2 separate regions of the Danio rerio genome follow, and region 1 is linked to region 2. The links are chromatin contacts, called in public HiCAR-type maps. All regions are on one chromosome and are shown on one strand. Each heading gives the region's core, a stretch centred on a gene start, on an enhancer-like site or on the middle of the called end of the contact. The rest is flanking DNA. Distances are from core to core; before and after follow the strand shown.

Region 1 (6,094 bases), core at 1,948-4,447, 290 kb before region 2:
TTTCCCACATTTATAATATTTTGGAACAGTAAACATGTCAATCTTCATAATTTAAATGAATCATTGACTTCTGTTGTCTGCATTAGTGTCATAAAACTTTATTTACCATTTAAAATGGGACTTTTGGTTATGGAGTGGTAGTGAGAAGACGCTAGTTAATAACCCTCCTATAATTTTGAATATAAATCCTTTAAACTCGCTTAAATATTTAATACATTCTAGGTTATTAAACATGTAAAGACAATTGAAATGGCACCACAAAAGAAGAACTGAACACAAGAAAAGTGAGCTATAACGAGGCTCAAGAAATGTCGCAGGATTCTGATAACACAGACAAAGTAAAAGAGACAGAGGAGCATTATGATAGCGAACCCCTGAAAATAACCCCAGACGAACCCATTACAAGCCATTAATAAAATGGACTAAAGAGTTGTAAATAAAATTTAAGATGTTATGTCAGCAATCAAAAAGATAAAAGAATGCACACAGGAGGCAGAGGAACGCATTTCTGGAGTGGGAGATAAAATCGCTCAACTTAATGCTCCTACAAATTCCGTTGAATCACAAGTTGAAAGTTGATGGACAAGGTTGATAACATGGAAAACAGAAACAGAAAGAACAACCTGAGAATAGTAGGTTTGCTGGAACAAGAAGAGGGAGGCGATGCGTGTGCGTTTTTTTGGAGGCCTGGATTCCAAAAATACTAGAAGTGGGCTCGAGTACAATGCTTGTTATAGAACGTGCACATTGAGTTGGCCCACAACATAAGATGGAAGTTCGGAACACAAGACGTGTTACACCACCAAGAACACTAATAATAAAGGTCCTAAAGTTTAAGCAAAAAGGACAGGTGTTAGGAATGTCCAGGTCCAAGGGGGTGATTTCATACAATTTAAAACGGCATCTTTGAGTATCTTTTCTGCTGGCGATACTGCTGTCCTAAAAAAATAAATAATTAATAATAAAAAAAAAAAAAACGTAAATAAAAAAAAATCTTACAGATACCATTTTGGTGGTTTTAAAACCTTGACTTTTCCAAACCGTTGTATACCTTGAAAATGGTTATCGTCCTATGCCTAGTTACCACCAAACCAAAAATCCCACTGCACTACTAGAAATCATCTGTGAGCACCATAAAGCAAGTTTCTCCAGCAAATGATATAATGCATCCCCTACTCACCAGTAAATCAGCATTAATCCCATTTCTCTTTCATTCCCTGTATTAAAACGCCTCTCTCTGTCTCCGTTTTCCTTTCATCTGTCTCTCCCTTCCCTCATTTAGTTATGCTCGCACTGCCAGACACCTGCTCCAGAAAGGGTTGTGTTGAGTGTTAAGTTGGCTACTGTAGCTCTGTGCTGGCTCTGTGGCAGTGGGCATTTCGGTGGCATGGCTGTGTGTTGGGTCTATGTCAGCGGGCATTTTGGTGGCAAGACTGGCTCAAAGTGGCAAGCGGTGATCCCAGCAGAAAGAGACGAGTATTGACATTGCCCAAGTAAGTCACTAAAATTGAGGTTTGCTTACAACAGACATACTTTTGAATAGTCTAAGGCTTACAGTAGCATTATTTGTGTGCCGTTTATTATCACAACACGGCAGATTTAATATCTGCTGATAAACACAGTGTAAAAAAGTAATTTTAGGGTGAGAGTAAAGACATTAGCAGTGTTTACAAATGAATGGGTTACGGTGTCACATTGTGTTATCTGAACACTAAAAAATTGAATGTTTTCTGAAGAGAAAGGTGAGAAATGCTCTAAATATTATTGTTAAAAAAATCACAGAAAATACACATCTGCAGTCATGACTATACAGCTTAAGTAAACTAAAAGGATCATAAATAGAAAAAGGCATTTAATATTAGGTACATTATGAAATGTAATGTTTGTTTTGTTGTTTGTTTAAAAAAAAATGATGCTGTTAAACATTTTATATGACACCAGTTCACCAAATTGTGACTAAAATTATAAAAAAAATACTATAAATAAGAATTTTTTAAAAAATTATTCAATTAAATAAAAATTTAATTGAAATAAACAAATAAGCACAACAAGCAAACAAACGAAAACTGATAAAGTGAAAACTAACAAAAAAATAAACTACAACGCCAAGATAAAATAAAAATTAATCGGACAAATAAAATGAATCTGAATTCAATACTATGGAATATTGGTTATAAAAACAATACAATGTCCAGATCCGAACACAAGATCGAAAATCGGGCCCGATCAGGCGGTTTCAGACTCGATCGAAATCGCATGTAACCTCCTGATCAGAACTCAAATATATATACGTATTTTAATATTAATATTCTCATACATTTTTTACACATCTATAGTTATGCGGTGTCACAGAGTTTGATCTCTTTCTTGACTTCACACAGAAACTGCAATGCTTGACATCCCTTTGTTGCAGAGACACTATTGGTTAAACGCTGGCAAAGTAGAGCACGGAAGCAGCTTGAAGCGGAGAGCATGAGAATGTCTGCGGTCTGAAGGTGTTATAAAGTTGATGACAACAACATTACCATAGCAAACTGTGAGATATGCAAACTTGGAATTGCTTGCCAGGTATTTTAAGTTGAGGTGCTATTTTTTTATTTTAGATTTTTTATATTTACTGTTGCACTCAAGTCCAAAAATTGATGTTATTTTTTACTCGATTGTTCAAGCTACCTCACAGAAGAGCTCTGTTTGTTAATAGAGTTGTTGAATGTTAAAATAAAGTGAATGAAATAAAAATTAAGGAACATCCTTGATCTGTTTTTTCACTCTTTTTTAATTCTTTTTTGTGTATTATATAAGTATGAGATCAGGTTTCAGTAAATACTCAAAATCAAATGACTCTAACTCTCTCTCTATATATAGATGTGTGTATTTACATATACACAGTACACACAAAATTATGTAAACACAAACACTTATTTGTATGTGATTACCCCTAATTAATTATTTGATGGTACCAGCAACAACTGTAATGGCAAACGAATGTTCTAAGACAATGTTGCCACAAAAAAGCTCTCAGACAGCCACATTTCTTAAAACTGCAAGATGCGTGACTCATATTAGCCATGTTGTGTCATCCCTAAAGGTGCCAGACTGCAGCAGAAAGGATCTGAGGGGACAACAGCCTGTGGCTCTACAGACTTCTGGCAAAACAGAGCAGAGAGACAGACACTATACAAAACCCACCAGCCCAAACCGACCCCCCTTTTTGTCTGCTCTTTGTCTAGAGTAGAAGCTCTCCAAGCAGGTTTAGTGGGCTTTGAATAAGTGACCAGGGTAAATCCCCAAATGATCCAGTGTGTAGGGAACCCAGGTCACCCACGGTTACCCAAATCGCCTCTGAAGTCGCCCAAAAAATGTTTGCCTGCTGATCCTTCTCAGGTTGGCGGTTCATAACTGCCAGCACCCCATTTCTGCCAAACATCTCAGTTTTACTGGCTTCAACGCCTTATTATGAGCTTTTTGATTATGATGTTGCTAATAAAAAGTGGATGCCAGTAAATGGTGGACAGGACAATGGAGTGGCGCCAAGATGGACAGAATCAAGCATAAACGTCCCTGTATAATGGAACAGTCTGTTCCAAAATCCTAGTGAGCTGCCATGCTGGCCAACTTACTTACATAGGCAGCATTCTGACTGAAACAGAATTTCAATTAAGTGGCATAGCTGGGCACACTCCATAGGCATCACTTCTACTACACAAACAGCACTCTGTATAAGAGGCTTTCTACCTTTTTGATGTTAGCATGTTGCTAAGCTAATATGTTCCAATATGTTTTTTCATATTCAGTTTTTTAATAATCATAAAGTCTGCAAGAACCAGAAATTGCTGCAACTTTTATTTCAGTGTACTGATGTATTGTCAACTGAAATAGTGGACTGGGTGGTTAAGAATATAGTGTAAACCAACAGAAAAGTATTCTTTTTTTTTTTTTTTTTTTTTGTAGAAGTACACTCCAAACGCAGAAGCAAATGGTCAGACTTTGATTAATGATTACCAAAACAGAGCAAATTAGCAAATACCAAAACAGATTTATTACTAATTAACAGATTGATTGCATAAAACTGTGCAATAGTAAAATAAACATTCTAATAATCTGATTTCTCATGGACTTTTAGTCCTGAATGGAATATAGGCAGTTAACACTTCAATTTAGGGTGAAGATGTTACACAAAATTGCAATGAATTATGCATAATTACATGTAACTAACCCTAACCATAAAGTAAGTGCATGCAATCAATTAATAATAAGTAACCTAACCATATACCAGACGTACATATTTCTTATTTTGTGCTTTAAAACACTACACCACCTGACAAAAGTCTTGTCGCCTATAAAAGTTTTATGAAAAACAAAAAAACAACTTGATCCTAGTTGATCATTTGCAATCAGTAGTGACTTATATTGAGGGAAAAGGTCTCTAGATTCTGCTTATTTTACCAAAATAAAATATGATCATGTCTTGATTTTTTATGGTTTAATTAGGACACTAAGGTCAGGCTTTGCTGAGACAAAAGTAATCACTTAACAGAAATAATGTACAGTATAGCATATAAAGTCATGGTGCAGTGGAAAAATAATTAATATTGTGCATGACTCCCATGAGCTTGGAGGACTGCATCCCTACATCTCTGCTATGACTCACATAACTTAAGATTAATAAGTCATCTGGAATTACAAAGAAAGCATTCTTGAAGGACTCCCAGAGTTCACTAAGATTCTTTGGATTCATCTTCAATGCCTCCCCCTCCCTCTTACCCCAGATATGCTCAATACAGTTCATATCTGGTGACTGGGCTGACCATTCCAGGAGCACCTTGAACGTCTTTGCTTTCAGGAACTTTGATGTGGAGGCTGAAGTATGAGAAGGAGCACTATCCTGCTGAAGAATTTACCCTCTCCTGTGATTTGTCATCTAATGGGCAACACAAACGTCTTGGTACCTCAGAGGCTGTTAATGTAGCCATCCATCTCTCACACACCCCCATACTGAATGTAACCCCAAACCATGATTTTTTTCTTCACCAAACTTGACTGATTTCTATGAGAATCTTGGGTCTATGTGGGTTCCTATAGGTCTTCTGCAGTATTTGTGATGATTGAGGTGCAGTTCAACAGATTATTCACGGGAAAAATCCACTTTCTGCCACTTTTCCAATGACCAACCAGTCAAGTTTTTATTTGTTGCTCTTAAAACTCAGATTGACGACAATACCTATGTCAGGTAGTGTAGGTACGGTTCATTATGGTTTAAAATAGAACTGATCGGATTTCTTGCCAAAGGCCAAGCCTCAATAAAATAATTACTCAATCTTATGTCCTTCTCATTCACAGAATGCATTGGGTATTTGACTAGCGCAGTCCTCAAAGACTTTAGATTTTAAACCTCATGAGGATGCCTAGAACATAAATGTGGCTGGATTTCATCACACAAGCCATATTTCAAACATCCCTAGAGATGTTTTTTCTCACTCACTCGCTCTCTCTCAATCTGTGAAAGTCTCAGACTGATGCCACAGTGAATTGGCAGAAATGCTGAATGACCTTTTTGGACCACTCGGTGAAAATACACACGCTTGCTGTCCACATGACCATACTGTGTGTGGCCTTCATCCTCACCTCACTGAGACCATCACATCCCCTACCTGACCTCTGAAAAAGCAATAAAACCCAACAGCAAATACTGCCTTTGGGTAACAGAGCTGAAAACTAGAATAACAAATTCATTAATGCATCACTTTAGTCTGTGTAATGAAATAAAAACAGACATAATGGAATATAGCTACGAATTCCATTTGAAGATGCAGATAATCTTTTTATTTAAAAATACGAGGTCTCTTAGCCTATTTTTTTAATATAGATTCTTCCTCAATTCATTCATCTTAAATACTTTAAGCTGATTACACTCACTGAGAAAGATTTGCATTAACAGATTGAAGAACTTCCCAACAGTCTTCATAGACAGATTTGTGTAAAACCACCACACGCAAACCAGAAAACTGCACTCTTGTGATGACTACACGAAGAGAGACAAGAAAAACTGAAGGCAGTAAGGGCGTATACACACTGTTAAAAATAACTTTTAATT
Region 2 (6,356 bases), core at 1,207-3,706:
ATTTCTCTTTCACATCAAATATCGAAACCCAAAAACAACAACACAATAATGGTAAAATCAGTAAATGTAAATGGGTATAAGAAACGGGTAAAAGCTGGGTATGAGAAATTTGATGCGTATTAGTATGTTAGATATGTGAAACAGTGGCAGCCAAAACTACAATTCAACTGGGCCTCACCACTTAGCCTGCCTTAGGTGGAAATTGTTTAAATTAGGGATGTAGCAATTCTGAAAAAAATCAGGGCAACAATTAGCAGAGTTCAAAAAGAGTAAATGCTCCTATAGGGAATAACGTCCTTTGAAATTGACGATTTTGTTTCATAACTTTGCAGATCGTATTCTTGCTCAAACAGCTATAGAAAAAGTAAAAGGTAGATCTAATATAGATACCAACTTTTTTGTAGCTTAAATTCAAGTTCACTTTCATTTTATGGACAAAAGTGGCACAGAAATTCATCTGTAGTGTTCCAGAAAGTCATCTGTGTTTGTAAACTCATGGTTTATTTTGGGATGACTATCTCGAAGTAAGCATCACAGATTCAAACATGAAATAGAGAAAAATCTAGTGTTGTGCTTTCTGTGAGGTCTCTATAGACTCACATCATGAAGATGCCACACTCTTCAGATGCTTTTGAAGAAACAAGAGTGACCCGTGTGCTTGCCAGCTCATAAATCAGACCCTCATAAATGTTGAATATTGCAATGCTTATGGCAGAGAGTTATGAGACTAGGGTCTGCGGTTCAAATCCCCAAAGCGTTTCATCTACAGCCGATGCTCAAGTCCCGGGCTGGGTGGACAGTGTTCACTGACGCTGTCAGATCCAAGAGCAGGTAAATATGGGCAGTGATGCATTTTAACATTTCAGCATAAATAATTGAATGGTAAGTAAGTAGACACAACTTTTGACCTACCATCTATCTATCTCCATATCTCATGCATATTTAAACTTTGCTCTTTACCATTTAATATACTTTACCGGTCAAAAGTTTGCGATATGTATGATTTAAAAAATGTTTTTAAATATAATTACAATTTAAAATAACTGTTTTGTTCATAAATGTTATTAATTGTATTATTTATTCCTGTGACTTAAAGCTGCTTTATAACGTACACTATCAGACAAAACCCTTGTAAGAGCAACAAGTAATAACTTGATTTCTAGATGATCATTTAGAAAAGTGGCAGAAGGCAGATCTTACAGACGAATCATCTGTTGAACTGCCTCCTATTATCATAAATACTGCAGAAGACCTATTGGAACCCGCATGGACCCAAGTCAGTCAAGTTTGGTGAAGGAAAAATCATGGTTTGGGGTTAAATTCAGTATGAGGCTGTGACAGAGAACTGCAAAGAGGATGGCAACATCAACAGCTTGACCAGCCCAGTCACCAGACATGAACATTATTGAGCATTTCTGGAGTAAGATGAAGGAGGAGGCATTGAAGATGAATCCTAAGAATCTTGATGAACTCTGGGAGTCCTGCAATAACAATCTCTTTGCCATTCAGATGACTTTATTAGACTTATAAAATTATTTAAGACATTGTAGAGATGTATTGATGAAGTCATACAAGCTTATGGGAGTCATTCACAATATTAATTCTTTTTCCACTGCACCATGACTTTATATTCTATACTGTACATTATTTCTGTTAAGTGACAAGACTTTTGCCTCAGCAAAGTCAGACCTTACTGTCCTAATTAAATAGTTAAAAATTAAGGCATGATCATATTTTATTTTGGTAAAACTAAAACAAAGCCATTTTTGATATTAAATGAAGTTATGAAGTCAAGTTATTATTTGTTGTTCCTAAAAATTGGATAGGCGACAAGACTTTTGTCAGGTAGTGTAAAAACTGATGCAGCACCATTTAAACATGCCACTGAAATTGAAAGTAAAGGCATTTATACTGCAAGATAACGTTTTTAGTTCAAATAAATGCTGCTATTTTAAACTCTTTTCATCAGAGAATCTTAAAAAGATAAACGTATCAATTTCCACAAAAATTTGAAGCAGGGAAAAAAATGTCAATATTGATAAATATAAGAATCACTATTAATGATGGATTTTCAATAGTAATTGAACATAATAGAACAGCAAATCAGCATATTATGACTTCTGAACACTGAAGTAATAATTCTGTAAAAACAGCTTTTTAATCACATGAAAACTGTTTAATTGTTTAAATATGTAATAATATTTTATATTCATGATTACATTTACATACACTTACACTAGTGTACACTTAATTAGATTAAAACAAGTCCCTATAAAGCATTGTTGAAATTCATGAACGATGATTTCTGGTTGTGAAATATTTACGAGCGAAGAGTGGCTGTATTAAACACAGGGGCAATGGAGAACAGCTTATGTTGTCTGTGGTCAGTCACTCCAGCAGAAAAGGAACCGTAAGGTCAATGGCTATTGATTTGCTTCCCCCACCCAGCTTGTAAGCAGCAGCTGCGTCTGCTATGAGCATCACTGGCCTCTAATGCTGAACCAGTGGCATCGCTCTGTTCTGATGACGACCAGCAAACACACAGGGGAGACTGGGCTTACTCGTCACATGAGGAGTTTTCACAAGGGTTGTATTTTCTGTTCTGTAACAACTACACACCCCCTGCTCACTGGAAATACGTGCCTCAGCCTACATTTTTTTTGCAATTGGTATAATATATTGCTCTATTTTCTCACTGGCTACATTTTGTTGCATGTTTCAGATAACAAATGCAGTAGAGGGCACTGTTTGCAAATCTGAAATATTGTTATGCGTTTCAAATACAAATCCTTCTTGTGCATGTCAATGAGAAGGAGGAGTTTGTCGTACAGATTGCCTATACCAGCGAATCACTGACATTAACCTCAATAGTATTTTCAAAATACATTTCAGGCAAACTCCGTGAGTACACTGCGATCATGTGGCTTAAACTTTATTTTACATTGCTTTTATCTCTTTTGTGAAACTGTGCTTCATTCAAACCAGAGCATTCTGCATCCCAAGTACAACATACAAGGTGAAGTACTGAGCAAACTGACCACGCTGAAAAAGTTGAACGTATGAAGATAGATAAGGGAGGCAAACATATTCAATCTCAAATCATAGACACTGGCTATTTATTTTGTTGTATCTATTTGGTATGGTAGAAAGAATCACACAAAAATATTATTTCCGTGTTACTATCATTAGTGTGAAAAAGAACAAACATTGTTGGTGTATTAGTTGTAGCATTCGATTTACCTGGAAACTGCAGTCAAACCAAACTGAAGATGGTATTTCCAAAAAGTTATAGAAATGTGTTTTCAGTTGTTGATTTGAAACATCAATTTCTAAAATAATGGGTTGTAAATTGCAATCAAGATTGTGAATCTTTTAAAATAATAGCATAAAATAATGCATTATTTAAAATAACAAATAATATTAAAGTGAAATCAGGTAATATTTTTAAAATAAAATAATAATAATAATAATAATAATAATAATTTTTAGTTATTAAGGTATAAATGTTTAGTTTATATGGCTATGTTTCTATCCAAAGATGCTAATAAAATGTGTGTGTAAAACAGAAATATCGCATAAAAGACAAAGAATAAAGCTGCGTTTCCATCCAACTAGTCAAAGAGAACAGAACCTTCACTTCCTGATTAAATGGCACCAAATATCAAAAGTAAAAACAGAGTTTGCTGCGGCAGGAGAAGCTGAGTAAATCTTTTCTTTATTTAATAAATTACTTGCACCTTAGAAGACAAATGGCGACACGCAGTCAAGGCGTGAGACACGGAGCACAGATGCTCTTGATTCTGGAGGCAATTAATAACATAATAACACTAATACTGAGATGGTAATGCGTTTTAGAATGACCAAAACAACATTTCAGATGTTTTACAATATGCTCAGCCTGCTGATCTGTCTATTTACACACATTTTTATCATCACGTGATTTCTTATAACAAAATCACATGACTTTTTTTAATGAACATACTGGAATTAGTTCTGTACAAGTGTTTCCATTGTAGTTTATGTGCATCATTCGTTACCAAATAAAAAGTTTATCCTACTCAGTTATGCACATTTTTATGCCTGGTTTCAAAGCTTATGGTCACCATGACTTATCTATCAACTTTTTTTATGCACATATATATTCATTTTCTTTTCGGCTTAGTCCCTTTATTAATCGGGCGTCTCCACAGCAGAATCAACCGGCAACTTATCCAGCACGTGTTTTACGCAGCGGATGCCCTTCCAGCCGCAACCCATCTCTGGGAAACATCCACACACACTCATTCACACTCTAACACTACAGACAATTTAGCCTACCCAATTCAGCTGTACCGCATGTCTTTGGACTGTGAGGGAAACCGGAGCACGCGGAGGAAACCTGCAAACTCCACACAGAAACACCAACTGACCCAGCTGAGGTTCGAACCAGCGACCTTCTTGGTGTGAGGGCACAGCACAACCTACTGCACCACTGTGTTGCTGCGCATATCCAAATTCGCATAAAAATAGGTGGATGGAAACATTACGTACACATAATAATATAGCTGTTCTGTGTCAGTTATATCAGTTGACTGTTGAATTTCAAAACTTTTAAGCCAACTGGTGGGGTTAGTAAGTAAATAACCCAACAAAGCACCAAATATTTTAGCCAACTGATTGAGTTAAATAACCCAATAAGAGTTCAAAATAACCACAAAGTACTGTATTAATGTAAACAGTAATATAATGTACACTACTAATCAAAAGATTGGGGCCGGTAACATATATAAATACAGATGCACCAGAAATTATTGGTTTTATTCACTGAGAAATGGATAAAAATATTCATCTTCAAAAGGGGTATACTAGTTTATTTCTATGCTTTTAAATGTAATTTTCAGTAGTCAAGCTCCTCAAAACATTTGCTTTTTAATAATAACCCTACCACCTAATCGGTGGAAATATATAACTTACCCTAGTGTAGTATATAAAAAAATTACAATGGACTGACTAATAATGTGCATAACGAGATTCTGTCTGCCACATTTAATTTCATATGTGAAGACATACTTAACAGATCACACCACATCTTACTCCCCTTTCTTCCACCAAACCAAATTTTTCAATCAAATAAGAACTTCTATTTTCCAAATACATCCTCTAATCCAGCGAATGTGAGATTTTCCAACACTAAAATCAACACGTTAGTGCAAGAATCTGCCTCTCCTCCTGGCAATCGATAGTAAAATTCCTCATTCTGTGCTCGGGTAAGTAAATGGAATTGAAAGTGGGGCAGAGGGTATTAATGCAGAGGGAGGAATATCCATTTTATCACGTCCTCCCTGCAGGCCCTGTTGATAAAAATGACAGCAGGAGCGCATTACTAATTCCACCACTGTCACAGCCCATAGTCACTTACCTTGCAAATGAAGTGCGGTAATGACACCTGCCTGACGGTCAGAACACAGGCTGTACTCTCAGTAATAAAGCCTAATGTTGAAAGAGATCCCAGGATCGCATGGGCTTAGACCTGCAATGACAGCCATGTACAAAACACATCAGTCCCATTTGCAGAGGTCTTTTATGTACGTTCAAAAGATGCACAAACAAAACCACAATCCAGAAAGTCACACAAATGCATACTAGCATGCCACAAATTAGTTGACATACACGGGCTTGTAATGAGAATTAAAATAAAATATACTACTGCTTCATGTTTTATCATCATTATTTCGTCAACCAATAAGCACATACAGTGTTTTTGATGCTCACATGAGAAGTACTAGTAACTAGTTTAACTGGCGCCCCCTCTTGTTAGTTCCCAGTGGGTTGTTGGCGAGAGGCAAATTGCATTATAAATTTGACAAATAAATCATTTATGAGCCAGTGATTTATTGCCCAGCAAAAATAATGACATCCATTACTGGTGAATCATATTTGCTAACACATATTAATATGCTGAAATTACTGAATGAAAGGTCCATTACTGAATTTGCATGAACGCACACCTTATACCATGCATGCGAAATTCATGGCCGAAAGGGCTATTGACATACGACTTGAATTTTTGCAAATGATAGTTTACAAGCAACAAAGCAGCAACCCCCACACCTATGAATTAAACATGGCACAAAAAAGCGGAACATTTAATTGGATCTGAAAGCCAATTCTGAAGCCCTCTTATCTGCACATTTAATGAATTAGATTTTGTGCACAGAGTAATGAAATTATTTCATCTATATTTGATTAAAAACCGGTTGGCATACAAATACAGATTAGCTTGAAAAATACAACATTTTTATAGAGGTTCTCATTCAGGGTTAGGTGAAACACTCACATTTTGACTTCATTAAAATGCATTTAAAATAAGTTCAGGG

The links. HiCAR-type assays count read pairs that join an accessible place to other places.
Region 1: a HiCAR-type map of caudal fin shows a contact between it and region 2, with 5 times the contacts expected there. The contact joins two enhancer-like sites. A contact is called at or near these places in 6 of 18 Hi-C or Micro-C datasets (caudal fin, embryo and an unstated tissue) and 1 of 4 datasets of contacts at active chromatin or transcription factors (caudal fin).

Annotation. Positions count from the first base shown.
Region 1 is chr13:33,933,669-33,939,762 of GRCz12tu, reverse strand. The region is part of intron 4 of zmiz1a (zinc finger, MIZ-type containing 1a); the gene reads right to left. Among named protein-coding and RNA genes, the nearest start is that of ppifa, 30 kb to the left of the region's middle. Within about 2 kb of position 3,197, at least 11 of the 62 cell types and tissues checked have an H3K27ac peak or open chromatin away from gene starts, as enhancers often do.
Region 2 is chr13:33,646,746-33,653,101 of GRCz12tu, reverse strand. No RefSeq gene overlaps it. Among named protein-coding and RNA genes, the nearest start is that of rps24, 28 kb to the right of the region's middle. Within about 2 kb of position 2,456, at least 10 of the 62 cell types and tissues checked have an H3K27ac peak or open chromatin away from gene starts, as enhancers often do.